3 separate regions of the Zea mays genome follow, and regions 2 and 3 are each linked to region 1. Evidence: chromatin contacts called from public Hi-C data. All regions are on one chromosome and are shown on one strand. Each heading gives the region's core, a stretch centred on a gene start, on an enhancer-like site or on the middle of the called end of the contact. The rest is flanking DNA. Distances are from core to core; before and after follow the strand shown. Region 1 holds the start of LOC100280403 (Phosphoglycerate mutase-like protein AT74H). Region 2 holds the start of LOC100278567. Region 3 holds the start of LOC100191174.

Evidence for each region. A called contact is a pair of places that touch in the nucleus more often than the background predicts.
Region 2: a contact with region 1 is called in a Hi-C map of ear, with 2.3 times the contacts expected there. The contact joins the promoter of LOC100278567 here to the promoter of LOC100280403 in region 1. A contact is called at or near these places in 2 of 25 Hi-C or Micro-C datasets (ear and leaf).
Region 3: a contact with region 1 is called in a Hi-C map of leaf, with 6 times the contacts expected there. The contact joins the promoter of LOC100191174 here to the promoter of LOC100280403 in region 1. A contact is called at or near these places in 16 of 25 Hi-C or Micro-C datasets (bundle sheath, ear, endosperm and 5 more).

The regions. Positions count from the first base shown.
Region 1 is chr10:90,213,292-90,217,276 of Zm-B73-REFERENCE-NAM-5.0, forward strand. It overlaps LOC100280403 (Phosphoglycerate mutase-like protein AT74H), which reads left to right and starts at 2,363. Exons shown (of 5, transcript NM_001153326.1): 1 at 2,363-2,425; 2 at 2,712-2,866; 3 at 3,880-3,926. LOC103641370 (a long non-coding RNA gene) reads right to left here and starts at 1,694. Exons shown (of 3, transcript XR_560276.3): 1 at 975-1,694.
Region 2 is chr10:90,390,283-90,394,328 of Zm-B73-REFERENCE-NAM-5.0, forward strand. It overlaps LOC100278567, which reads left to right and starts at 1,871. Exons shown (of 10, transcript NM_001151803.2): 1 at 1,871-2,069. The coding sequence starts at 1,969.
Region 3 is chr10:90,026,443-90,030,613 of Zm-B73-REFERENCE-NAM-5.0, forward strand. LOC100191174 reads right to left here and starts at 2,074. Exons shown (of 7, transcript NM_001136609.1): 1 at 1,981-2,074; 2 at 1,624-1,731; 3 at 1,181-1,250. The coding sequence starts at 1,713.

The sequences.
Region 1 (3,985 bases), core at 1,113-3,612:
GTGACATACATATGCCAATAAAAAGGTTTGGTATACAAGGCCATAGTGTACAAAAGATATATAAATCACCAAAGTTATCGCCTAGACCCTAGATAAATACATATATATCTCCAAAATAATGCCCAACCATGGCTGGCAGAGAGAACATGTGACTATTTAGAGTAGGACATGGAAATTTAGCACTGCGCAGCCGTCAGCTTCATAAAATAGTAGCTCAAAAGCAACAGCTTTATGACTATTTGCAGCCACACAAATTCCACTTTCGACTAGGCTGACAAAAAAAGAAGATCCCACCCCCACCCAAAGTGGTGGAGAACAATTGAAGCTGCAACTGTAACTATGAGAGATGCAGTTTCATTGCCATAATGAGGGATGTATACAAAGAAGTCACCAGACATCGCACTCTTTTTGTGAGAGTCCTGTGCCCTATATATAGGATGAAAAGAACATAAATGGAAGGATTCAATCCGAACAAAAGGCGATTGTTAGCTATGCTCGTGTAATGGATATTAATAGAACTCAAATAGCATCTGTAGCTAACATCTTAGTTGTGTCCTAGGAGTTTTACTGTTACTGCCCTTTTTGTAAGAGATGTAAATTTCTCCAGAATCACACTTTGTCCAAGCTAATCAATTATTGAATACTATGCTAATCAATTATTGAATACTATGCTGATTTCATAATATATGCCTGAATGAAACATCAAAAGGAATGCTAATTTAACGTGTTTGGTGTTTGCACAGTGCACACGATTTAAAAAGTGCCCAATGCAAATACGTGAGTAAGTGAGTAACATGGGAGCGAACTTTTTTTCCTCGAATAAAAAAAACATGGCAGTGAACTCGGTGACTGGGTTGAGCTAATTTCCATATGAGTCCACTAGACTCAGTCATACAGTAAATCACAATTTCCCCATTCAGCTTGCATACCGACCAGCGTTACTTCACGTACTGAATAACGAGAAACCCACCGACCTCATTGTCGGAAACCGGCTACGCATCGTCGATGATCTCCATGCCGCAGATGTCACACCCTCTCCCGTCCTGCACAAACAAATGGAGGGCAGGGGACTAGGGTTTAGGGGTCTGGTGAGCAATGGCGGGATAGCTTGCCTTGAGGTAGGCGCGGGCTAGGGGTAGGGAGGCGAAGTGGCGGAGGCGCGAGGTGGTGCCGTGGCTGCCGGAGGCGCTGACGTCGCGGCGGCCGACGTCGACGACAACCACCTCCACGACGCCGAACGCCGCCTCAGCGTCCCCACGTTGCGGACCACCGCGACGCTCTCGGCTCTACACCGCCGCCGCCGCCGCGTCTGTGTCAGTGACCAGATGTGTCACGTCAGGACACTGACAAAGAAGACTGGTTGAGCACAGCAATGCGGTTCGCGAGGTATCGCTCTGAATCCCTGGTGGCGAGGTCGTTGGGAGGCGCCGAGGCGGGGTTCTCTCTGATCTGCGGGAATCACTCTCACTAGCGAAAATCCGTCACTGACAAAGTAGCTGGCATTGCATTTTGTATGCCATTTCACCTCCTATTGACAAATAGTTAATTTTGCCGACTGAGAAATAGCTTTGGCTGTTGTGGAATTCGACGATGATCAATCTAAAAAGCTGCCTCCTAATGCAATTGAGAACTTGCAAAGCGAGAACGAATGTGTTCAGTCATCCAGTACACCTTCCACGGTTCTACCGGTCAGGATTTATGACCATGCTATACCTCTCTCTCTCTGTATATAACTTATTCGTTGTGGCTTGATGTGGTTTTAATACAACTACGACTATGGCTGAAAATAATACTTTGACTCGGGTAATTGTCAACCACTATGTAGACATGTATAAGATTAACTCTAACAAGTAACTCCAAAGGGTTCTGTACTCTTAATTTAAAGGATATGGTTGTTCTCTACGTACCCAACAACGTTCTCTAAACGGTCCTCTAAATTTAGAGAATACTGCTGTATCCTCTATATATAGAGTTTTTATCTCCTCTGCTCTATCCATTTTCATACTTTAAACAATAGATTTAGTCAAACTAAAATATGTACATTTGAGAGTGATAAATACGTATGCACAAAAATTAAAAGTAAAATATATCTATAATATCGTTATTTATGTATAAAGTGTGAGATATAGAGGATGTTACTGAAGATGAAGATATGGAGGAGAGAATCTTTAAGAAGAGACGGTAAATGAATGATATAGAGGATGAACACGAGTACCTTGAAAACAATCGTTTGTTGGGCGTGGACCTCTACGTGTGCATCTCACGTTTCTGGCGGGATCTTCTCCTCCTACGCCAGTACCAGTACACACGACCACCCCAAAATTAGATTCAAAATCTCTCTCTTCCTGCCATTCTGGGTCCTCAGAAACGGGCGCGTCTCCTCCCCTCTCGCACCTGCTCCTCCCGTGACAGCGACGGCGACGAGGTACGTGTGGATTCCCCATCCCCAGGAGATGAACTTTCCCCTACCCTTACTTGCTTTGCAAGCTTCGACTGCTCCTCTTAATCGCGCCGATCCGCGCTGCATTCGCGGCGCTCGGTTGGTTAGTTTCGCTGGACATCAAATCGCTGGCGGGAATTGGGGTCAGGGGGAGCGAATTCAGATGGGACGCGTTATTTATTTGGCTTGCTGTGTCCCTCGACCGATTGAAGCGTATTATTGGGTTCGATTGTGAGTTTACCGCGCGAAATGGGGGCTTCGTTGGACGCAGGCATTCGGAAAATTGGCGTTCCTGGAGCAATCCGATTGCGAGCACTCTGGGAAGCATCGACGATCGGGAATTATTGAACTGCCACTACGTTGTGACATACATACAAGAGGGTTATGGAGTGTTACCTGACAGATATCTAGCTTTATGTCCCGGAGGTCTACCATGTACCCTTTTTTTAATAAGTTAAGTGATGAATTAGTATAGGGAGACACACGCTTTTCATCGATTTGAACAAGCCTTATGGCAAAATACCAAAAAAATGTTATATAGATTTTGGATTGGACTCATTAAAGACACATACAACAATGTTGTGACTAGTGTTCAAACAAGTGATAGAAACACAAATAACTTCTTAATTAGAATAGGGTTACGTCAAAGATCAGCTTTGAGTCCTTTTTTTTTGGTCTTGGTAATGGTCTAATGGATGAGGTCATTTCTTGGTATATGCTTTTTACATACGATATAGTGCTAGTTAATGAAAGCCGTGCAGAGTAAATATGAAACTAGAGTTATGGCGGGAGACTACAGTCCAAAGGTTTTAGACTCAATAAAACTAAAACCGAGTATATAAGATGTGATTTTAACACTACTATACATGAGGAACTAGATGTTAATTTGGAAGGTCAAAACCGACTCCAGTGTACAAATGATTTCCCCCCATATCCAATTTTATTTGAATTTTTATGATTAGAGCTGTTGCTTCTCCTATGATTCCTTGCTTGTTGGTGCCATCAAATATTACAGCATGTCATGACAAGCAAGTTAAATACATTAAAACAATTGTATTCTATCCATGACACGCCAAAAAACACCTTCTTGTTAGATTTATCATGCAGAAGCTAAATCTGAAACTCCTAAGTTAGACAACTATAAAAATACATTTATGTGTATCATAAATAGAAAATTTTCTTTCCCTTTTTATTTTATTTTACAGGTTGGGCATTTAGAAACTAAAAACTCTGAGTGCCAGTTTAGATTATCTGCCACTTAAAAGAGTTCTATGTGTACTCTGAATCTGCAAACTGTGATCAGCTAGTCTGATTTAAATTAATCTCTATGTCAGGGTCACTGAGATACTAATGACAGCTATTAACAGTGTGACACTCTAGAACTCAGTTAGAATTTCTAGCTAGAAATGTTGTAACCAGGAAGAAACTCAATGGTGCAGGGTTCAAGGGATGACTAGGGGCGCAGGTCTATGGAGGTAACTTCAAGGTGAGAACCACTCAGGCCTTGTTTAGTTATTCCTATACCTCATGGATTAGAAAAAAAAT
Region 2 (4,046 bases), core at 621-3,120, 180 kb after region 1:
GATATCCCACAACTATATACTTCTACATTATAGCCATTACTTACCTCCAGATGGAGGGGCACTGGACGTGAAAACCTGGTGCAGGGGTGCGGTGACCGGTCGGGTGGCCTCAGGGTGTGGGGCGTCGAAGAGAGGGGTGAGGAGTTGGTCGCGGCTTGCTGCATGGAGGTGGGCGGTGAAGAGAGGGTAGGGCGTCGACCATGGCTTGCCAAAGGGAGGTAGGGCGACAAAGAGAAGGGAGGGGTGCTGACCACGGCTTGTCGGAGGGAGGGGCGCTGGCCACGACAGCCCACTAGTGGGAGAGGCATCGATTGCGGCTTGACGGAGGGAGAGACATTGACCACGATGGGCTGTCACGGTGGCATCAATGTCTGGGGCCACAGGCAGAGGGCGGGGCGGTGGACAACTGGATCTCTTGAGCGTCGGAGAGAGCTAGGCGGAGAAGGAGTGCGCGATGGGTGAAGAGGAGAGCGCGATGGTGGAGCGTGTAGCATAGAGGAGAGGAGAGAAATGGGGCACGATGAATTAATTCCAGCGATTAAGTACGTGTATGTCTATTTGTGATATCGACGTACCTAACATTAAGGGTGTGTTTGGTTTGGCTTTGACTTTTGCCCTATAAAAATCAAACCAAAGGGTTGGATCCAGGAAGCGGCTTTTTCTAAAAGTTGACTTTCTCGTAGTGCAAAACTGAAAGTACCCCTAGACCTGCTTTTAGTGGCTTTCGGATGAAACTGTGAAAATATATATCGAAGAACTTTTAACAGCTTTTAGTGGTTTCCACCAAACGGTTTTTAGCTTTTTAACAGGTCACAGACCACAACGACTTTTTTTCACAGCTCACAGCCCACAACAGTTTTTTCCGCACCACGGCCCATCCAAACAAACTTTAAGTATGTCAGTCTTCCTCTGAACCGACTTACTTAACGTTAAGTACTTTGGAGCAACAACCAGACGACATACATACATTCAAGTATGTTATGGCAGGGACCCAACGAACGTACTACGTTAGGAGCTCGTAGTCGACATACTTGTTTGAAATAAGTACGTCGTTGTCGACGTACTTAGAGTCTATTTGGATCGCTGTCTAACTTACCATATTTTGTCTAACTTTTCTGTCTAAGGTTAGTTCTTCAATTCGAACGACTAAACTTAAGTAAAATGTGGCACAGTTAGCCACGAACCAAACAGACCCTTAGTTTAACCCACGTTCTTCAGTAATGTGTGTATATATATATTATTTTTGCTACATTTTCAGATATACACTATATATATGTAATAAAAATAATATATCTAAAAGGTTAAAATGTCTTATTGTACTTGCGAAAAATCTTGAATTGTAATTTCATGATAGTATAGTTTTTGTATTATCAATAATACTATACATTTTATGGATATGCTTTTAAACCTGCTTTTGCATTTTTAAAAGCCAAAAGCCAAGTAAAAAGATGAAAAACAACGGCTGATTTGGGCCAAAAGTTGCGTTTACTCTAGCACAAAATCGAAAACAACTCTCTCCCTGCTTGTATGTGCTATCAAGGTGGACAACTTTGAAGATTACTTATCTGCCACTGGTTTACTTTTTTTTTCTTCTTTTCTATCTTTGACCTCTTTCCTTTCGTGACACCGTGGCCTCTTTCTCTTCTCATACGGCGTCTCCAACCGCCAGCGACGCTCCCTTCCTCTCCCAAGTTCGTGTTCTTGTTGACGTGTATATTTTGCATCAATTTCAAATTACCTCCCTATCTTAGTTAAAACTAGATTTGAGCGGTTTTCTTAAAAAAATTGTTGATAAAATATTTGGTTTTAGAATTTGAGAAGTGAAATAAAACCGCGATAATAATCATTTAGGTCTACATACACTCAGTCCGTACCAGTGCCCTTCCCAAAACATCAAACAAAAGAGAAACCGCCGCCTCCGCGTCCTCCTCCCTTGCGCGCTCAGAGCAGAAGCCCACCCAGCCGCCGATGGCTAACGCGGCGGCGCAGAACAGTACCGAGCAGCTGCTCCACCTGAAGCTCGCGTTCCTCGCTGGAGAGCCTCCCTCCTGCGTGCTCACGCTCGCTAGGTACGCGCCGCCGCTGCCAGTCAAATTCGCAACGGTACCCAGAGATCTCTCGCTCTGGGGTGCCCTTTTCCGAGTGATTCGTGATTAGGAAAAGCATGGAGCATGGTATCTAGGTGACCTGCTGGTCTTGCAGTTGTAGTGCTGATGGCTAGTTCGGCTGGTAATTGGCCTCCAAAGTTAGGCATGTTCATATAACGATATCTTTATTTATAATTGGCCATCCAGCCGTACTAGTGGATCGTCATGCTTCTTGTTTGGGTGAATTCGGCTCCCTAATAATTCTTAACGCTCCAGCTCCTTGATTTAATTTGGTTCACTGAAAGAGTTATTCTGGTGGGTGGGGGGCAGGTTGGAAGTGATTCTGCTGGTGAGCACTGCACAGTGAAACAGTGTTGAGCACGTGTTGACGCCTTTTTGGAGCGCCAAACACTTAACAAAAACCGTGACGGTGCTCTCTGGTCAGGCGCGGACGGTCCGCGACATGGCGCAGGGGCTAGGGTCCTCTGCCTGACGGCCGGACGGTCCGCGCCCTGGGGGCCGGACGGTCCGCGCGTACGCAGAGGCGGCGAAGGATCGCCGGCGGCGCCTGGATCTCGCTCCCGGGAGGGACCCTGTCGGGGAGGAGAGATCCTAAGAGTTGTCTAGGCTCGGGTAGACCGACCTAGACTCCTCTAATCGACGTAGAGTCGAGGAGAGGCGAAGAATTTAGGGATCGAGAGACTAAACTAGAACTAGACCAGAACTACTCCTAATTGTACTGGAAATAAATGCGAAATAGAAGTTGTATTGATTCGATTGATGATTACAAATCGGCCGTATACCTCTCTATTTATAGAGGAGGGGGGTTGGACCCTTTACAAACTAATTTCCGAGCTTTTCCCGTGATTTTAGCTAACAACCGTAACATAAAACTCGGAACCCTAATCTGCTCTGCGCACGCGTGGACCGTCCGGCCCCCAGGCGCGGACTGTCCGGACCGCGGACCGTCCGGCCTCAGGGCTGGACCGTCCGCAAGGCTCAATTTGGTTCCAAACATATGCCCCCTGCCTTTTGGTGGAGCTGAGCGAACCAAAAGCAACTAACTCGATGTGATCACATCAGTTTTTTTAGGCATCTTGACACTTACTAGGATGACACGCAATGGCCTTAGTCCCGATGGTTGACTCAACGGACTTGACCCCTTTAGCTTTAATCGAACTGTTAGTCCCAATACCGCCAAGCGCCATACTGGTCCTGACCAATTCATCACCTTGCTTTCCTAATTTTCTAAGTGTTCTGGCGTAGCTTTGTAGTCGACCAGGTCTTCTCCTTGCATGTCGTCTTCCTCCATGGGCGTTGGTACGTCGTTGCAGGTGTCATGGTGTATTGCGGATGAGTCGGCCTCAGGGGTCGGACGGTCCGCGCCCTGTACGGTTGGTCCGGTCTTTATAGCCGGACTGTCTGCTATACCTGCAAAGAGTTGCACAGTTGTTGTTTTATTTTCTGTCTTTATGGCCGTTTGATTTTCCTCAACGGCCTTTGGTCTCCATCTCTTTTGTGGTGGCAGATACTGCGGATGTGTGTCATTGAATATTTTTTCCGCCTCCTCCTGATTCTCCTTTGCTCTAAGGCGCTGTAATTTTCGCTTTTGCGATCGTGTCAATCCCGATGGGCACCATCGGGGTATGGAGTATTTTGGATCGGCTATTTTATTGACAGTCGTACTTTCTTTTTTGTTTGTGTTGGCCGATTCACCAAAAATCATCGGCCCTTCGTTATTTTGTTGTACGACGACATATGTCGTTCCTATTTTAATGATGTCTCCCTTTTTCGTACTGTTGGAGGTTGTAGCTGTATGCCCCCCCTGCCGGATTAGTCAGCCTTTGGGGCCGAGTTGTTCGGCAATCTTGCTGGGCCTGTGCTCGTGGACCAGATTGAGGGGCTCTCAATCGGTCTTGTACTGGAGGTGTCAACCTATTGAATACAGATGTTTGGGGT
Region 3 (4,171 bases), core at 824-3,323, 190 kb before region 1:
ATCATTGGGTGTTGGATAGTGGTTGTACTCAACATATGACCGGTGATATGAGGATGTTCACCGAAATGAGTGAGAAAGGTTGCTCAACCTATGATAGCATCACTTTTGGAGACAATCGCAGAGGAAAGGTTAAAGGTTTGGGTAAAATTGCTATTTCAAATGATCATTCCATTTCAAATGTACTCTTAGTTGAATCTCTTAACTTTAATTTGCTATCTGTAGCTCAACTATGTGATTTGGGTTTTAGTTGCAACTTTACCGTTGATGATGTTCTCATCTCAAGTGTTGATGGTAGCAATATAATATTTAAAGGTTTTAGACATGAAAATCTTTATCTTGTTGATTTTTTATTTAATGAGGCAAAGCTTACAACTTGTCTATTCTCTAAGGTTTCACTAGGTTGGCTATGGCATAGAAGACTTAATCGTGTTGGTATGAAACAATTGAATCAATTATCCAAGCATGATTTAGTTCGAGGGTTGAAGGATGTGAAATTTGAAAAGAACAAATTGTGTAGTTCATGTCAAGCCGGGAAGCAAGTGGCAAATACTCATCCCTACAAGAGTCAAATGTCTACTTATAAACCATTAGAATTACTTCACATGGATCTTTTTGGACTAACGTCTTTTATGAGTATTAGTGGTAATTCCTATTGTCTTGTAATTGTGGATAATTATTCTAAATTTACTTGGGTCTATTTTCTTTGAGATAAATCAAATGTATTTGAAACATTTAAGTCATTTGCTATATTGACCCAAAATCAATTTGATTTTGACATCAAGAAAGTTAGAAGTGATAATGGGTCATAATTCAAAAATGCTAGAATTGATGAATATCGTGATGACAAGGGTATTAGACATGAATTCTCTTCTAAATATACATGGCAAGGACAAAGATTGTAAATTCCTAATGAAGAAAATGGTGTCACCCAAACCTCAAAATATGTACCTGCTTGTGGTGCAATACCCCTAGAACTTGACATTTCCATAATAGATGCCAAAGCCTATAAGTGCTTGTGGTTCCTTTGTATTCTTATAAGGTATTGTAATCATTAGGGTTTGGATTACACAGATTGTACAATAAAGGTTAGCAGTGTGAAATATTCACAAATTTTAGTATCACTATTGAAAAAACAAAACAATTGCTTAACAAGAGAGAACTAAGATAAAGCTTTGCTTACTTTCTCCTGGATAATCAATGTATTCCAAGTAACACTCCAGGTATCCAAGCCTGACACGCATATTATGTATCTGAAAAATAGCTGAACTTAGTTAGCCCCCTTGCTCTACTTTTGTCCATCTAATATGACTACACATCTACAGTTCATGAGATGCACAATGAATAAAACAATGAGGAAAAAGTTTGTTTCATTTTGTAGATGTGCATGCATCTTTCCATAAACTTAGTCAATGTTAGAGGTTTATGACAAAACTAAAACTATTTACATTCCCTAACCTGAGGGAGTACTAACTAGGGACGATATGAATTTCAGACAAGAGTTAATTGAATATCAACAGTTTGAAATTAGTAATTCACTGCCCCCCACATATTAAAAACAAATGCAGGAAACGCTTAATTATAACATAGTAACTGAACAGAGAAGGGGGATAAGTGAGGCTTGACCTTACAGCGAAACCATGCACCTCTGTAACCGCTCACCAAGGATTTGGACTCCGCGAGGTCCCCAACCTTATATGGAAGAATCAGATCCATCTCGAGCTACCTACCAATCTACAGGCATCAACAGCAGAAATCTAGTAAGCAGAATATGAGGAACCTAACACCAGAGGTCCAAGTAACAACACAACGATAGCCATAGCAATCCAGGTTTAACTAAAGTCAGCGGCTTTCTATTTTTTTTTCCTTCGATATGGGAGGCTATGGATGAAAAAAAAAGTAATTTGACACCACACAATAATCAGCCTAAAGGCAAATGCTTTCCACCGAAAGGCGAAATGGAGGCAGCGGGCAGGGGCGTACCAGGAGGGGCAGCGTTCGACCAGCCTTGATGCGGAACCGCAGCCAATCGCCGCCAGCAACCCCGAAAACGGTTGCCGGCTCGGCGCCTCGTCCCTTCCCTCGCCGGCGGAGGCAAGCGGCAGAGCTGTGCATGAAGGGAGGAGGGTCTTATAGGATTTTGGATTCCCATTCTTCTCTGAGAAGCGTACGAATAATAATGATTTAATTTATTGCGGTAATAATAACTACGTGCGCCAGGCCAGGAATGAGAAAGAGAAGCGGCGCGGCCCACCTATTGTCCAACTCTATCATAGGGCCCATTTACGGCTCCAAACCAACTTCACGTGCAGTAAAAACAACGTCCACTCACACAAAAATTAGCTAAATAGTTCAGACACAAAATATAGCTTGATTCATTTTATTTGGTGAAAATTTTTAAAGAACACTTTAACAAAGTTTGGTAGAGTTAGAAAAATACCAAGAACATTTTAAAAGAATTTATTATTTATTTATTTTCTTTCATCATCTTTTCTTCCTCTCCGTGAACACTCGCATGCTCCCTGCTCCGCTCCGGTTGCCTGTGCCTCGTGTGGAACGGCCATGCTTCGGTCACCCCTGCCCTACCCGCACCCTCGTCATGGTCAGTCAGAAGTGGCGACTTAGACCCAGTAGTTTATTTATAGTTTATCTAAAACACTATTTTTTAGTTCTATATTATATATTGTATTGTTCGCATAATAAAATTTAAATATGAGTATAGAAATAAATAAGCTACTGAAGATAGTCTTACGTCTAGCCCCACACGTCTAGCCACGTGCCTTGGTCGTGCCTAGCTGCTCGCTATAGCCATGTCGTGGTCGTGGCCACATCTGAACGCACCTAGTTGCATTAGGACCACGTCGTTAGTCGTTAGGGCTGAACGAAATACTTGTGGCTCGTCGGCTCGCTCGATTTATGGCTGGCTCGGTTAGACTTGAATCGGTTCGTTTGAATTTTTTCACGAGCTGAGCTAATATCCTAGCTCGGTTTGGTAATGAGTTAGCTCGATTTGTTAACGAGTCAGTTCGCGAGCTCAACGAGTTATCATATTTCAGCAAAACGAAACTATATGTTTACGTGTGAATTAGTGAATATGTTATATGTATGTACAGTGTCTATGGCCTATAGATTAAATTTGATAATTGATGAATTGTACTTATGTGTTAAATTGGCCTGTGCGCCTATGAATATGGGTTGAACTGATGAATATATACGTAAATTGTGAATTTATGGTAAACTGGTTAGTGGTGAGTTGTGTTAATTTGGTGTTGTATTGATGTGGTCTATAAAACTATGAGTATAGTTGCTATTTTCTATTGTTAAATTGGTTTAGAATTAACTAGAAATTGATTGTTATATACATCTTTTTTTTGTTGTGGCCAGCGAGCAAACGAGCCAGCTCGAGCTCGTAAACGAACCAAGCCGAGCTGACTCTATGGCTCATTCACTTAACAAGCCAGCTCGAACTCGGTCGAGCTGAGCTAAGCTAGCTCGATATCCAGCCCTATTAGTCGGCTTCCTATGCTCAATCTGCTATAAAGGAGGAAGTAACAGGAAAGAACAGGAGGAAGTAACAGGAAAGAACATAACACTGACGGGTGGAAACTATCCAAGGGAAAACAAGCAATCCTTAAATAAATTTTCCTTGTGTGGATTTGGATCGGACGTGTAAACCAAACCTTAGTAACCGGGAACTGAGAACTTGGCCACGTTCCTCGTTCCGGGATCGTGGGAACTAGGGGTGAAAACGGTCGGAAAAAACCTCTCACCATTTTCACCCGCATAATTTTTTGTTCGGCCGGAATCGGTAAACGGGAAAGTCAGAAACGGATAACGACCGGTAAATTCCGGTATATCGGAAACGGATAAATCCGAGCAAAATAGCTCGGAATTGATCGGGAAACGGTAATTATAATCGGAAAAGCTCATAATAAACACGATACATAAGTCTTAAAACACGATTGTTCATTCACATCCACATATAAGTCTCAACCACACAAATACACAATACATAGTCTAGAGTCTTGACCACACATAAATGATCATACATGTTCACAGAAGTTTTAACCACGTAATATATAAGTCTGAAACACACGATACATAAACTAGAAATCATGTGGCATGTCGTCTGGATCACTTGATATATCTTCTATGACATCCGAAGAAGTAGATA